Linked DNA regions of Gossypium hirsutum: region 1 is linked to region 2. A link is a contact called in public Hi-C data. All regions are on one chromosome and are shown on one strand. The core of a region is the stretch at or near the end of the contact, and the rest is flanking DNA. Distances in the headings are between cores, read along the strand shown.

Region 1 (2,980 bases), core at 425-2,924, 170 kb before region 2:
ACAAAATATAGTGGTACAATCTGTATAAATCGAAAATTTCATCAGAATGAAAAGTACATTTTTATTATTGGAACAGTACACACCTATCGGCAATAAATTTTTATCAAATATCTTAAACGAAAATACAATATTAAAATTCCAACTTCAAATATTAAAAAGGTGATGCAAATATGCCTAATACTGTCCACATAACATAACCACAGTTAAAGTAAGACTATTATATGTTAACAATGAAGATTAAGGTTGGAGTTTTGTGGCATTCATCCTAATACTGGTAAAAAGTTTCTTTTTCAAGTGTAGGGATTTGCCTTGACTTTTTAATTTTTTTTGGGCTTTGATTTTGGACATAGCTGTGTTTGGGCCTAATAAATTTAATGGAAAACTTGTAAACAGCAAAGGACAGCTACAAACTTTAGGCCCTACCCTTACCCTACAATTGGAAAGATTTCAAACTTTAGTTTTCCATTTCCAATTTTGTGTATAGTTGAATTTTTTTTTATAATTTAAATTCTTTCATTTATTTTATTTTTTTCAGATTGAATTTATTTTATTAAAAAAACCTGCTTAAATTTCTTACCTTTTTTTTTCTTCTCTTTTTCATTAATTAAATCGAAAATCAATTGAGACTTCAATTTAGAGAGATTAGATTAATTGAACCGCCAACTCTAAACCTACTAATCAACCAACCCAAATTTAAATTTAATTGTATTTAATAACATATTAGTTTTTTACTTTATATAAAATTTTTAACAAAAAAGTGTTGATATGATAAGTAGATAGTTACTTATCACTTGATGTTAAAAATATTTTATTTTTCAAAATTTTATTTTTGAAATAAATTGTCGTGTCATTTTATTAAAAATCAAAATGTTCACATTATTATCTTAAATTTTTATCTAAAAATATTCAAAATAAAATAAATAATGTCATATTAATAAGATTAAAATTACGAAATGATGAATTTTCAAAAATCAATATTTACTGTTTTAATTTGTATGGAGCGGTAGTTAAAGTTTAGTGGTGCTCATTAGTCGGGCCGGGCCATGTCAGGTATCTAGATCAGTTTTTAAGCTTGGGTCTTGACAAGCCTGAAAAATGACTTACTTTTTTGCCTAAGCCGAGCCAAATTTAAGAAAGGTAAATCTGAGTCTGACTTGACCTAACCATATTTAATTTTTTTAAAATTAATTTTTATTTAAAAATATTTTAATATATATATATAACACTAAATGCACAAAAAATACTAAAATAAAAATTTTCTAGCACCTTAAAAATATATTTAAAAAATCTTTGAAAAATATTTATATTGAAAAACACAACTATAAACATAATAAATATTTATTATATTAAAAAACAGAAATAAATATAATAAATATTTTATTGTATTAAGTATAATTTTTAAAATTTTATATTTTTAGTTGAGTTATTTAGTTGATAATTTTTTTTAGATTTAATTATTATTGGATTAATGATTTAATATAAATATAAATATATATAATAATTATTTAACATATATAATTAATATAATATTTTTATAATATAATATATTCGAGTCGAGCTTGGTAAAAGATTTATCCAAAACTTATTTTTTAATATTATATTTTATCTAAACCTTTCCAACAGAGTTTCAAATGAGTAACATTAAAGCGCGCTTGTTATACCATTTGACCGCTAATTCGATTTTGAATACTATTCTTTCTTTCGATTCGATGGGTAAAGATGTCAAAAACCAAAGACTTGTTTTACGTAACTAAACGACAACGTATCAACAACTTCTTCTAGTTTGGTCTTTTCCTATGATCACTATTTGATTGTCTTAAGATCTCTCCTCTTCTTTAACTTTCTCTTCGATTATTCCGTCTCAACCCTTTTATTTTTCTTTGTATAAAACAAAGTTTCTAACTTCCTATCTCAGCAATCTCGTTCTACTCTTGAACCATGTCGGCTGCTGAATCAGCTACTGCAATTCACAGAAACCAAGTGAGTCTTCTTGTCTTCAAACTTCTTTCCTTTATGGGATATCCTTTGTTTGGTTTCCCAGAAAATTTGACAATTTCTTGAATGGAAAAGAAATGGGTATCTTTTCAGATGGTGTTCTTTACTTGAAAGATTAGTTTTTTTTTTCTTTTTAAATATATATATTGTTTTGGGTAATTGAAAGAATTCGTCTTTAGTGTATTTTTGGGGGGTTATTCAAAGAAGGATTCTTTAAAATTATAGTAGCTTGATGATTTGGGAACTTTCTTTTTTGATAATTAGGTTGATCTCTTGGATTTTATTGATTGGTCTGGAGTTGAATGCCTTAACCAAAGCTCCAGTCACCCTTTGCCCAATGCTCTCAAACAGGTAACTCTCTTCAAGTTGTTCTTGTTTCTCTTAATAATGGCCGATTTTAATTTTTTTTATTGAATCAATTAGGCAGATATGCTTATTTATTTTGTGGAAAAATAGTGGGTTTTTGTTGAAGTTCTATTTAAACATTGATTTTAGGGTTAATTGATTCACCATTGTAAAGACCATGTATTTATTTTGCTAATTAAGTTGCTTTTGTGTGAAATCTTTCAATTTTATGCTCATGAATTAGGGTTATAGAGAAGATGAAGGCTTGAACCTAGAGAGCGATGCCGATGAGCAACTTCTGATTTATATCCCTTTCACTCAAGTTATTAAACTACATTCCTTTGTTGTCATGGGATCCGAAGAGGATGGTAAAGTTTTGTATATTTTTTACCTTTCCATATATCTTGCATTCAATCACATAGAAGCAAAGTCCCATTGGCTTATTCTGTTGACGAATCACGAGTGCCAGTTCTCAGTTGTACTCTAGTAGAATTACCTTTGATGTTGCCGATTGTTGAACATGATGATTGTCTTTTCAGGTCCAAAGACAGTGAAACTTTTTGCAAACAGGGAGCATATGGGGTTTAGGTAAGGTCAAAGGCATTGTTACATTCTCGCAATTTGTTACTTTCTCTCATTG
Region 2 (2,876 bases), core at 175-2,674:
AAATAAAAATAAAAATAAATGGTTATATTTCCGTATGGTATTTGAAATCAACAAATCTTACAATCTGATCCATATTTTCAAAATCAACAATTGATTCTAGAAATTAAGGACCGAAGCTGCATAATTTTTCCAAAAAATAACTTGACTGACGTTGCACTTTTACCTTTCCAAAAAAATAAATTGACTAAATTGATTGGTTGAAGCTTACTTCAACTTCAATGTCATGTGACTTCCTAACTATTCTTTAGTCAAACAAGGAACCTAATATTAATTATCATTTTGCATGGGAAAATTTGACCAAAATTAAAATTATTATGAAATTAATATATAATAAAGAGAGTAAATGAATAAGAAATAGAAGAGTAGTTCAATTAAAATGTGTGTAATATTTCTCTAAAATTAATATTTATAGATATAAGATATTAATTAATTTTAGTGTCCTAAACTTATCTTGATGTTGATGAAAATCCCGTTAATAAAAAATATTTTATTTTATTTTTACAATATAAATTAGCTTTTTCTTATATTTTATTTTATTTCATATTTATTACTACGAATCTACTGTAGCTCATTAATAAGAAAATAGTTGTTAAAAAGAGGGCTAAATTAGCCATATGTGTCGTTTTCTTTAATTAGTTTTTTAGGTCATTTTTTTAAAAATTAGAGAGGGTTTTCCTCCATGTGCTTTTTAATTATTGGTAACAGTAAAATTTTTTAAAGAGTCAACGGTAATTTTTTCCTATAAATATTCATTTTTCATTTTTTTAACTCAAATCTAATTCTCTCTACTCTCTCTAAACTCTCAATTCTCTCAAATTTATGAAGTTTTGTTCAAAATTTTCCTATACATTTGTTTAAAAATACTATAGTTTTATTTAATTATTTCGTATATTCATTTTGATTAATTTTTTATGAATAACAAGTTCTCTGATTCGTTTCGATTATTTTATTTTTCGATATAAATAGACGGATGATTGTGTTTTGGAAGGGTTCATACATAATTTGTCAAAAGCCTAGACACCGAAATTAGTGGTTACTTGCAAGACACAGGATTCTTACATGCATCTCGTATGCTTGGAGGCTGTAAACTCGATCCTACACTCATCAATGGCATTGGTGGAAAGATGGAGGCCCGAGACACACACTTTCTATCTTCCATGCGGTGAGTGTACAATCAAACTCGAGGATGTAGCTTTACAACTCAGTTTATCGGTGGATGAGCCAGTCGTTACGAGGTCAACAGTCATTCCCGATAAAGAGGACCTTTGCAAGGCATTTTTGAGAAAGGTGTCGAATAAGTTTCAAGGTGACCAGATAGATATGATTTGGTTGGAGAATAATTTCAAACTTAGGTACCAAATGATAAATTGACCCATCTAAAATTTTTACTAAAAAACTGCTGATGGGCTGAACCCAACACTCTCAAGCAGAATTGGAATTTGGAACAGTATCCAAACTGTAGTCCACCCATGGTTGTGAGATGTTATTTTTCAAGTTTGGTCTCAAGTCTCAACTCAGAAAACCTTAACCAACACGATTGGCTACTGAAACAAGGACATGAAAGACCCATCAATGTCTTTCACATAAACTTGAATCTTAGATTTGCTCAAACACAAGGGCTCCAGGCAAAGAAGGAAAGCCAACTGCTGAAGCCTGAAGATAATGATGAGATATAAAGAGGTACAGTTTGTTTACTTTAATGTCTGCTTTAAACACACTTGTAGATTTCCGGTTTCGTTGTTGGAATTCTCTATTGTTTTTCACAGCAAATGCATTTTTTATCACTTTTAGTTATAAATACTAAATACCCAGATTTTGGATTTAGGAAAAAGATGCTAAGAAAGAAGCATTTAGGAAGTATCTTGAGTCCAGTGGAGCTGTTGATGCTCTCACCAAAGGTTTTATTTTTTCTTTCTTTTTAATATATAATTTTATTATTTTCTCTTATTTTAACATATTTCTTGATGTGGGTATTTGGTTGTTTGTAATTTAATTTCATTATTTTGTAGTTTTGGTTGCATTGTATGAACAAAATGAGAAGCCATCTTCAGCTCTTGAGTAAGTTTTTCAAAATTCAATCTTTCAATTGAGTTTTCCATGTCATTGTTCAAGTTTATATATATATATATTGAGATCTGTAGTTCAATTTCAATAATGTTGGATATTGTACATTGGACTCTATTTGTGTGAACCGTATCTTACAAGTTACAATATTATCATCTTGGATTTCTTAATGTTGCTTTCCTTGCAACATCTGAAATCCTGTTTTCTTGTTTTTGTTTAATGTTTGTCCCGAATTCATGAAAACTTGAAATGAAATAGCCTCTCTAACATTATTTTAATTTTTATGCCAAATCATAAATTAGAATCGACTTTGTCAGGGTACTTGTGTCATCGTCTGTGCCTTTTGGTGAAAGGTCGCATGGTAGTAAAGCTAAAGCATTGGCACGCGACCATAGCAAATGGCTTAACTAAGTTTAATTACTTCTACATTGAGCAGCTTATGGTTGACATCCACTTTATGTTATTTGCAAGGAATGTTGAGATATAATTATAGTTTTTTCTCCATGGTAGGTTCATACAACAAAAATTAGGGGGTCCAACTATATATGAATATGAAAAGCTACAAGCTGAGATTTCTGATTTGCAAACAAAGTACAATGAGCTATTGTGTAAGCATGAGGATGCTTGCAAAGAGGTATGGATTGGTTTATTTGTGTAAGGTATGTAAATGCTAACGTAGCTTAGTTGACCAATATTATGTTGCCATGTGTCGAAATCAATGCCACATCAACATTTGAAAAAGAAATCTGGCCCAATATGTGGTAACTTAGCATTGGTCAACATACAATGTCAGCGTTTTATGTAACAGTGTT

Evidence for each region. A called contact is a pair of places that touch in the nucleus more often than the background predicts.
Region 1: a Hi-C map of leaf shows a contact between it and region 2, with 1.8 times the contacts expected there. The contact joins the promoter of LOC107918413 here to the promoter of LOC107918669 in region 2. A contact is called at or near these places in 3 of 34 Hi-C or Micro-C datasets (callus and leaf).

Annotation. Positions count from the first base shown.
Region 1 is chrD13:57,530,058-57,533,037 of Gossypium_hirsutum_v2.1, reverse strand. It overlaps LOC107918413 (PITH domain-containing protein At3g04780), which reads left to right and starts at 1,674. Exons shown (of 8, transcript XM_016847973.2): 1 at 1,674-1,980; 2 at 2,260-2,346; 3 at 2,585-2,708; 4 at 2,880-2,928. The coding sequence starts at 1,939.
Region 2 is chrD13:57,358,656-57,361,531 of Gossypium_hirsutum_v2.1, reverse strand. LOC107918669 (c-Myc-binding protein homolog) reads left to right here and starts at 1,424. Exons shown (of 5, transcript XM_016848253.2): 1 at 1,424-1,680; 2 at 1,826-1,898; 3 at 2,010-2,058; 4 at 2,575-2,698. The coding sequence starts at 1,663.